Regions from separate parts of the Sus scrofa genome. Here region 2 is linked to region 1. The links are chromatin contacts, called in public Hi-C maps. All regions are on one chromosome and are shown on one strand. Each heading gives the region's core, a stretch centred on a gene start, on an enhancer-like site or on the middle of the called end of the contact. The rest is flanking DNA. Distances are from core to core; before and after follow the strand shown.

Region 1 (4,899 bases), core at 2,001-4,500:
CGGGGGGTGCAGCGCTCCGGGGGACGCCACCTCGTGCGGCAGGAGGGTCGCGGCGGCGGCGGCCGCTGCCTTTTCCGGAGGGGGCGACAACACTGAGGACAGGCAGGGGAAGGCGGCTGCGGCGGCTGCGGCGGCTGCAGCTGCGGCGGCGGCGGCCGGGGCGGGGATTCCGGGGTATAGCAGTGGGAATGGGGCGGCGGCCGCCGCCGGGTACAGGTACTTCTCCAGGCCGCTCTTGTCCAGGAAGGGCTGCACGTAGGCGGCGGCCGCGGAAGGCGAGAGGAAGTAGAAGGGCAGGCAGAAGGGGGCTGCAGCAGCCGCCGGCTGCGCGAAGGGCGCGCCCCCGCCTCCGCCGAACGCCACCAGCGAGCTGAGCAGGGCGGCGTCGGGTCTTAGCAGTGCGGCTGCAGCGGCCGGGTCCGGCCCCAGGAGCGCGGCTGCCGCCGCCGCCGCGCCACCCCCCGGACCGCCGCCGCCGCCGCGGGAATCCAGCTTCATCCTCTTGGGCGCCGGCGAGTCCTCCCCGGGGGGCTCCTGCTTGATGGTGACGCGGCTCGCCCCCGCGCCTTTGCCTTTCTCGCGGTCTGGCCGGGCCTCGGCCTCGCCGCCGTAGCCGCTGTCCGTGTCTGTATCGTTCTCAGCGGCGAGCTCGGCGCTGGGCTGAGTCCGCTGGATGACCGGCACGCAGTGGGCGAGGGGCTCCAGCTTCTGCCCCGCGCGCTCCAGGCAAGCGGCGGCCACGGACCCGGCGGGGGCGGTGGTGGGCGCGCCGGTGCCTTTGCTCAGAGGAACCTGTTGAGTCAACAGCTGCGGGGTGGGTAAGAACTGGGTGGCCACGGCGTGCAAGTGGTTGATCAGCTGGACACACCGAGGCTCCCTGGGCGTCCAGCTCTCAAACCGGGCGAGGTATTGCAAGACTTCTTTGGCGCATGTTTGAAATCCCGAGTGGAACGCATCCAAGTCGGACTGAATGGGCGATTTCAAAGATCGCTCCCCTAGGATGAGGAAGGGGTAGAGGGGTGGGGAACAGAGGAATGGAGGCAAGAAGAAAAATACCGACGTTAAAACATCTGCTTATCACGTGGGCCCTGCATTGACTAAAGTGATCCCAGTTTTTCCTGTGTATTCCTATGATATAATCCACCGGTTGCAGAGAGGTGGGAGGAGTGCGGGGTGGCGGGGGTGAGGAGCAGGGGGGCGCTCTACTTGCAGCTGAAAAACCAAAGTGGAGAGGGCGCAATCGCCACTTTAAATAAAAATCTGATTCCTGCGAGTTCTAATGAAAGCCTCTAGGATGCTTTCGGGAAGTGGGTACTTTCCAGTGAAGGGAAAGTATAAGCAATTTAACAAAAGAGAGTGAACCCGTGGGGCCAAGAAGGAGGTGAGGTGGGGATGGGGAAAGAGTCCTAACATTGCTTCTCTGTGGGCTGCCCGGTCTATCAGGGTGGGTTTGCCTCCCTGAACTGACTTACCATTCTGTAAAGCAATTATCTTCTGATGCTGCTGCTCTGTTAAGGCTGTTAAAGCTTTTAAGTGTTTCAAAGTCAATTCCAATACTACCGCTTTCTCCAGATGCCCCAGAGTCTGCAGTGGTGCAAAAGAGACGGGGGCACTTGGTTACTTAAAAACACATTTGGCATGACTGGCTTTCCATTCAGCTCAGCAACTTAAGCAAGCACTTTGAAAGAAGTACCATTCCTATACTTCTTGAGCTTCAACAATACAGGTTATAAATGATTAAGAAATCAGTTGTGAACACCTACTCTTGAGTTTGCAGGAAACTCTCCACTATAGCACAAGTTGTAAGGCATGTGATATTTACATTTTATTCTTATAACCCTGGGACTAGTACCAGGCTATTAACACACCCTTGGAGAGCAGCAAAGAATAAAAATGTGCATCTTACTGTCAACTTTAGATGTTCAGGCAGTAAGTCTTTCAGCTGAGCAATGCATTCATTAATTCGGTCTCTTCTTTTCTTTTCTATTAATCTGTGCGGTAATTTGTAGGTATCCTTAATACATGAGAGTCATGGAAGAGAGAAAACAATAAACTAAACATTCATTCACTGGATTTAACAATACCCTGCCATCCTCCCCCCAAAACATACTATGTGAGAAACTATGCCCAAGAAACCTCTTTCCTCTGGACTGTTCTGAAATGCAATTTAAATTCAGGTATGATGTTTAAACTCCCCCTGAGAGTATCCAGCAAACCACTTAAAATTCAGTTGGGGAAGCTCAAGATCTGTAATATATTTGCGGGCAGACTTCCCTGTTAAATCAATGGCCCTAATTAACTATCCAGGCAGGTTAAGAGGAACGTCGGAAACTTACACTTACCTTGCTATCGTCTCGCTTCATGCTCCTTTTGGGCTTACACATATACAAAGAGGAATAATCCAGTCTGCAAAATAGAAATCAGCATCAGGAACCCATTCCGAGAGGGGCTCTGCCCTCCCCGCTCCATACCACTTTCTGGAGAAGAAAAAAAAAAAAAAAAATCAAACTGAAGCCTAGACAGATATTCGCAAGGGTGCGTGCACCTTACCCTATAAAATCTCTATGTTCCAGTAACTGTCTTTCTTGCAAATGAGGAATTCCTTCGTCCATGTTCAATCGCTGTCCGTTTCCTCTGTTTCGATTTTTGGGGTTCTGTTCTATAATCTGTGGGACGGTAGCCCTGGGAGATCCTGGGGGGAATCTGTACGTCTCCAGTCTCTCTCTCTCTCTCCCTCTTCAGTGCAGTGTTGAAAGTGTGAAGCAGTTGGTCCCCCCCTCCCTCCGCGCTCGCTCTCTCGCACACACACGCACACACACGCACGCACACTCGCGCTGGCTCCACTGCGCTGGTAGTTTGCTCTCACTCCGGGCAGTGTTTGGCCACAGGGCACGCGCGTCGCCGGCCAGACCAGCACCCAGCTCACGTGCGGAACGTACCATCCGCGGTCCAGCCCGGAGGGGGGCGGGGGAGGAGGGGCCGGGCCAGGAGGGGGCGTCGGGAGAAGGCTGCTAGGGAAGGCGGACGGCGGGAGGGGGCGGGGACACCTGATCAGGGCCACCGGAAAGGAAAAACAACTTCAGCCAGGCTATTAAGCTTCCCCAAGGCAGCGCAGTCAGCTGGGGGAGTGGGAGGGGGCGCCCGGGGGTGCGGGGCAGCTTGGGCTTCCTCCGCTGGGAAGTGCGACTCCTTCAATCCGTCTGTCCTTACGGATAGGAACGTGAACGTGGCTTTTTACTTTTCCACAGACTGTGCTGTTGGTTTGGACCAGAGAAAGGAAAGAGAAAGAGAATTCGCGATGGGTCAACTTCAGTCCCGAAGGACAATTTGGAGACTTGTTTGCTTACGCTCAGTGGCCTGGGGGGACCCCTAGACCTGATTGGAGGTTGCCCCCAAAAGGGACAACATGAAATCTGCTCCCCGAGAGATTTAAGATAAGTGAAAATGTAGCCACTGGGTCAGAATGTCGCAATCCAAGTGTCTTTCTGCCCCACAGTGTCCAAACTTCCCGCAGCAGCCGGAATTGCGGTGCCACTAATCACAGCCACAGATGACGACGTTTGGGTTCTCAGGAGCTCCCTCAGGAACGCGGCGGGGAGGGAGGGGAATAGGATGGGGTGGCAAGAGAGGGGCTCCCGCGAAAAAGCAATGCAGCATTACCAATCGCCCGCTAAGCCCCGCCGCCCCTCTGCGCCTCGGGTGGCGCTGCGCACTTTCCCCGCCCCTCCCCCTTCGTGTGATAAGAGACGCCGGGAGTGTGCAGAGCCCACGTTTACTACCGCTGGTACCTCCAAAGCCTCCCTCCTTAATCCTGTCTCAAACGGGTACCAGCACAGGGCCAGCAACGTGATCCGACCTGCCGCTGCTGCCACATCACTGCACGGGGAACCCGCGCGCGCGTGTGCGCGTGCGCGCGCTTGCCCTGCAGCCTCGGTGCCCCGCTCGGGGAAAGCACAGGCCACCTCGAACCGGGCTACCTTTCCCCAGAGCCATCCCCGGAGCATGACTCACTGCTAGTGAGAGTTACCGGGAGGTGCCCGCAGTTGCGCACTGCCCCTGGTGCCTGGCGCAGCGGGCCGCAAGGGACATCGGAGACCGAGGGAAAGCGCGTCCTGCGGGATTCCCAGGTCTCCGGGCCCATTGCCCCCACTGGGTCTGCCAGGAGGGGATAGGGAGAATATATATTAATCTCTCTCCTATCTATCTATCTATCTATCTATCTATCTATCTATCTATCTATCTATCTATCTATCTATCTATCTATCTATCTACATAGATATCAAACCAAAAGTCTTTCCTGCCTGCATTCTCCTGGGTGATCCCCGAAATAGTCATTACTGCCACTGGCACGTGAACCAAGGCGAGAAGTACGCCGAATGCACGCGAACCCGGGCGCAGCAGGGACTTGGGGCCGTCGCTACGTGTCCCCCGGCCCGCCCCGCCGAGCGCGGGTTCCGGGGACGGATCTGGGTCGCGGGAAGCGGCGGCTGGAAGGAGGTCACGTGTCTGCGGGAGTCGTGCCTCTTCCCCGCCTCCAGGAGCCGCCGGGGCCGCGGCCGCGCTGCTGCAGTCTCCCGAGTCCTGGGCGGAGACGCGCGGCGTCTGGCTTCGTGACTCCGGCGGCGGCGGCGGCGGCCCAAGCTCACCCCAGCGTGAGGAGACGCTCGCGGTCTGTCCTCTCAGAGGGCCGTTTAAGGTCCCTCGACTTTCTCCAATGGGGAGACGTATTTTGCACCAAATAAGCAATTCAATAATGATCATACTTAAAAAGAAAAAAGTATTTTTGAAATACTGATTTTATTTTATACCTAGATCCAGCTTCTCTGTTTCCAAATGATTGGGTTAGTAATTCCCTTTGGAGGGGAGGGCAATTCGTAGTCCTAAAAGCGGCATATACCT
Region 2 (5,384 bases), core at 313-2,812, 160 kb before region 1:
CCAAATGTTGGCAAGCCAAATTTGAATCTTAACATCTGTCTCCTCAGTTCACCTCTGAGGTAGAGGAACTAAAGAGCTGTGCAATAACTAAGGTCAAAAAACAAGAGGAAGAAACCAAAGGCCTACAAATCCAAACTCCAAACAAATCAAGCCCTGAATAGGACAAGCGGTAACAAGTTGTGCTTCAAATTTAATATCCCTGTCTTGATTTAAAAAAAAAAAAAAAAAAAAAAAAAAAAAAAAAAAAAAAAAAGCAAAAACACCCAACACCAGAAACCCAAAAACGAGTGTCTGGAGAATCAAAAGGGACATCTTATAACTGGAATGCTTCTTTGAATCTCCTCAGCCCCTCTTCCTCCAAACTGATTGCTGTTCTTGCGTTGTGGGCATGTGTGAGCAAAAGTCTGGACCAAAGACTGGATGTTGTCCAGTGACTAGAGTACTGCATGTCATAAAAAAAGGTGAATAACAAGAACAACACACACATCTGCGTTTCCATAAGAAAGCACAGCTTTCCTTGACTATTTGCTATATTTGCGCGGGGGGCGAGGTGGGGGGGGGGAGCGGTTTTCTGAATCTGAGCCCAGCTCTTTCTAAACTTGGTTACTCACGTCTGATTCACTCGCTGTGTTTTTCGTCTCCTGTCTCTGTCATTGCCTGCTGCTGAGAAGGGGGTCGCTGAATCATTGCCACTCCAGATGAAAAGCAATTCAAACCCAGTCCTGAGGGGATGGAAGGGCCTTTTCTTTTTTTTTTTTTTAAGCGTCTGTGGAAAAAGCCTCCTCCTTGCTGGGGTGACAGTGAAAGGCAGTTTTGCAAGTCTCACCCCGGGGCTATGGAAGATTTTACTCCGTGAGCGTCAGTGAAGTACCGGTCATCTCACCGTTTCTAGCTTTCAGGTCCACTGGCCTCCGCCGACCCGGCGGAGCGGGGGACCGTGGGCCCGAGCGGCCTCGCAGCGCTCACCGCCGCTTTAAAAGCTCCCACAATGCAGCGCTGGCGTCCCAGTTCCGTTACAAGGTCTCTCCCGGCGCCGGCGAACCGGCGAGGAGAGGGCGGGGGAGTCGGGGAGCGGCGGCTGTAACCCGAGCACCCGGCCGAGGGGGGCGCCCCCGCGCCGCCGCTCTCGCGCGCTCAGCCCGCGGCCCGACAAAGGGGCGGAGCCGCCTGGCCGCTCGGCCCGGCCCGGCCCCCGGCCCGGCCCCCTTGCCCAGAGGCACCGGCCGCGGGAGCGAGCCAGCCGCCGAGTCCGCCGCCTGCGCTCGCCTGCCGCCCCGTACAGCGCCCGGAGTCCCGCTCCTCGTCGAGCCTCGCCTGCCCGCTCGCCCCCCGCACTGGCTCGGCTCTGGGGGCTGCTCCCGCCGGCTGCGCCGCGGCTGCCTGCGCGCTCGCCCACCCCTGTACCCCCGCCCGAGGCGTCCGCGCTCACCTAGCGCCAGGCGGGAGGTGAGCGGACAGGGAGCACCAGGGAGCCGGGGCCTCCCGCCGGTGCGGGGCGCGCGGCCCGCGTAGCGCAGGGGAGCGAGGCTCGCGGGGCTGCGCCGCCGGGGACGGGCGCTGGGCGGCCGCCGGGCTCCGGGCGCCGCCGCGTCCCCAGCGCTCCGGCGGGCCCCGCGAGGCGGCCTGCGGGGGCGGCGCAGTTGCGAAACTGAGTAAGTATTAACTTTACTCGGCGGCCGCGATCTCCGGGCAGCTTTCGGGACCCCTCCCTCCTTCCCCTGGAGCCTCCGGGCTCCCCCCTTCCCCGCCCCTCTCTCCGCACCTCTGGTTTCTTCGCCCCATCTGCCCTCGCCGCGGGCTCCCGCTTCCTCCGGTTCACCTTTTCCCCGCTGTCTCCCCTTTGCGCGTTCTCCCCGCCGCACACGCGCGCCTGACTGAGACTACGAGCTTGTTCCCAGTCTGTTTCCTCCCATTGCCCTTGGCCGGGGAGTTTAGAGGCCACTTTTGTTGGGAAGGGAAATGTACGTCTGGCTTCTTTAATATTTTTCTCTCCAAATGGAAATCGGATGCTTGCTTGCCGAGCGGCGGTTTGGTGAAAGCTTATTTTCTCCTTTGAAAAAAATGATTGGTTTACCGGTTTTTAAAATGTTTGAACGATTAACCATCCTCCGTCCCTATTCCCCCGTGCCGCCAACCCGTCTGGGGAGGGGAGTGCAGAAGACTTTCAAAGTAATTCCGTCTTGCAAACTGGAAACTTAGAGAGGATACGGCCCAGAAAGCTGAAAAAGATTGAACCTGAAGGGCCCTGAGCTTTGAATGTGGGTCCTCGTGTGGCACAGGGCTTACGCGCCGAGTACCTGGGTTCGTAATCGAGTGTTGCGTTGTTATTTTAACATAATAGAGCCGCCTGGTGTTGCTAAACCACTACTTTCTCAGCATCAGATGGCATCCAGTGCAGGGCAAGCTTTGGGTATAATTGCGGGTCAGATCTTTAGGCATTTAGACGGGAAATAGATGCAGGGCACGTTTCATAGCTGGTTTTCAACCCGGGATGTTAGCCTGTCAGTACATCAAAGCATTGCGTTGAAAAAATTCCTCCAGCCTGGTGCCAGCGAGGACCAACATTTTAGGGATTTTCTAGTATAATGTGGTTCAGCAGTTCTTCATTAGATATGTTTTGTTCGCAGGAAGCACCTTTAAATATGTATCGATCTCCGATTTTTCTGTCGGTTGAATTAACTACCCATTCTGGTAGGAGGCCCCAGGTAGTCTTTTTAAAAATTTTTTCTTTTCTCTTAAGTCTTTCATCGTTGGGTTGCCAGGAGTTGGTTTTCGTGCGAAAGAACAGAAAAAATGGGAAGACTTAATGTATTATCAGCATCCTCTTCTTTGCCTGGGTGAGGCGGTAGTGAATGCCACCTAGCCCTCTGCAGGGAGAGGTGCTGAGTGGAGGCAGGAACCAGGAGGCAGGACTGAGCACTGTCATTTTGAAAGGTGGCTTGTGTGAGGTTTTATCTTTTAGCTGGCATATTAATTGTACTTTTAATTCTATTTATCCTCATGGGGAACTCTCCCCAAACTATAAACATTACATGTGACCACACCCCACTTAAAGAAGACTGAGCATAACTTGATGATTGTTCTTTTGAAGGATCAAGACCCAACATAAATATAATTTGTAATGTAGATGGTAAATCCTTTCAAAAATCTCCCCTTCCTCATTTTCTCTCCTTTTAAGAGTCTCTAGCTGATACTCTCAATAATAGACACGTTTGGTAGTAATGCATTGAATTCTTTCTAGGGTCATTGATAAAGCCTGATTCCGAGGCTTCAATAGCTGAGGAGGGCATCAAAGAGCTCAGAGAGGGAGGAAATCATGGGACTCTGCAGAGAGGAAAGGCATTTCAGTTTGCTGAACTGTCAGCATGCTGCAAGGGAAAGCAGTAAAAAGAGGAATGTTTAAGTTGTTTTTAAGGTGCATGTTTCCTAAATTTGGCATTTGGTCGAGATATTTGGCAATTGCAGATTTTAAATTCTATTAGAATCAACTATAATGGAAAAAATCATAAAAAATAAATTCTATTAGGTTGTGGTATGATTTCTTTTTGCCTAATATTTTTAAAGTGTCATTTTTTTTTTACTTTTTAAAAAAATTATAGTTGATTTACAGTGTTGTCTCAATTTCTGCTATGTAGCAAAGCGACCCAGTCATACATATACGTGTGTGTGTGTGTGTGTGTGTATATATATATTCTTTTTCTCATATCATCCCCCATCATGTTCTGTTCCAAGACATCGGACATAGTTCCCTGTGCTATACAGTAGGACCTCATTGCCCGTCCATTCCAAATGTAATAGTTTGAACCACCTACTAACCCCAAACTCCTAGTCCATTTTTGTTAATGTGAATCTCAATGCTTAGCTTTTGTATCTTCTATACTGGGTGGCTTGCATTAATTTTTAATTTGAATGCCTTGGTTATTTTGAGAAATGATGAGTTTTTCAGAGTTTCTTACTAATTGATCCTGTCTTATGTTGATGTATGTAATGGCTTGAGAGGAAAAATATACTTTGGTGTTGATATTGTTGCTCTTTTCATTATGCTTGATTCCTGGCATGGCTTTGCTCATTTATTATAAAACACTAAGTCCTAGGTATCTGGCTAGTGTTCACAACATTGCAAAACTCTTTGCAGGTAGAAGTGGAGTGGGAATGGGTGTGGGATAGGAAAACATTATGCATCATAACTCTGAGGATTTGGATTTAAAAAATAATGTATCACCTGTTTACTCTCCTTGGATGATATCTTGCTCCAGTCCTAAATAGATTTCAAAATCCAAAGTGTAGAAATAGTTTCCAAGAACTCTGTTTAGTGGAAAGAATGCTTATCCTCCACAGCCAACCAGCCAGACTCAGGTGGCAAGTGTGACTTTGTCTCACTCCCAGCTGAGAGAGCTTGGCCATGTTACTTCAGCCTCTGTGATCTATGGTTGCTTTTTGTAAAATGAGGATATTGTTACTAAAAAGCGATGCTGTGACAAGGAGAACACCTAACATAGTGTCTGGCACATATTAGCCAGTAAATGGCACCATCTCCTACTTCTCCAGAACTGAGCTCTGATTACTCAACCTTTCTAACTGTTCTTCCTCTGTTTTTCATCTCATATGTCTGAGTGGCTCAGGCCAGAAGGCTGGAATATCTTCCACTATCTTTCTTGTTCTGACATCCCCACCCAACTAGTTTATCACAAAGTCCTGTCTACTTCTCTGGCAAAATTCTCTTTCAAACCTGATTTTCAGTCTGCACTGTGTTCCCATCCTAGTTCCAGCCACCATCCCCTTGCCCCTGCAGAGACCTTCTCCACACACAGTGCCACCTTCCAGCCCCTCTTCCCACCAGCAGCCAGAAAGAGAAAAAAGTCACTTGCTGTTTAAAGTCTTCAGAGCTCTTATTCTTGGGAAAAAAAATATAAAATCTTCAACATGCCTGCACAGCCCTGTGTGATTTGGCCCTGTCCTCCATCTTCATCTCTTGTCCGCCACATCATCCAGCCCTCTAGCAGACTCACCTCAAGGGCTCCAGCTGCTGCTCTGGTTCAGGACTACCTCTTGAACAAGTTCTCGTCCTTGGGTGCTAGTTCAGTCTCCTCTGATGGTCTTCTCTGAGAAGGCCACTCTTATCATCATGCAACTTAGAACCCCTTTGCTGCCTCCCTCATAGCAGTTATCTTTTCCTTCTTAACATTTACCACAATTTGTAATTATGTATTACCTGTATAATGTTTTTCTCTTGCCCTTGGAAGGCATAAATCATGCCTGGTTTATTCACCAGTCTATATACCCAGTGCCTGGGATATATAGTAAATGCTCAATAAATAGTTGTTATTGTAATGAATAAGGTAGTAATATGAGTTCTGCATTTGTACATTGCCTTCTTTATCACT

Evidence for each region. Hi-C and Micro-C count contacts between places; a contact is called where the count stands out from the background.
Region 2: a Hi-C map of liver shows a contact between it and region 1, with 4 times the contacts expected there. The contact joins the promoter of RASSF8 here to the promoter of BHLHE41 in region 1. A contact is called at or near these places in 1 of 47 Hi-C or Micro-C datasets (liver) and 2 of 2 datasets of contacts at active chromatin or transcription factors (alveolar macrophages and skeletal muscle).

Annotation. Positions count from the first base shown.
Region 1 is chr5:47,686,013-47,690,911 of Sscrofa11.1, reverse strand. BHLHE41 (class E basic helix-loop-helix protein 41) reads right to left here and starts at 3,250. Exons shown (of 5, transcript XM_003355541.4): 1 at 2,551-3,250; 2 at 2,343-2,406; 3 at 1,907-2,014; 4 at 1,473-1,584; 5 at 1-995. The coding sequence starts at 2,612.
Region 2 is chr5:47,843,648-47,849,031 of Sscrofa11.1, reverse strand. RASSF8 (ras association domain-containing protein 8) reads left to right here and starts at 1,562. Exons shown (of 6, transcript XM_005653134.3): 1 at 1,562-1,652. LMNTD1 (lamin tail domain-containing protein 1) reads right to left here and starts at 733. Exons shown (of 18, transcript XR_002344073.1): 1 at 612-733.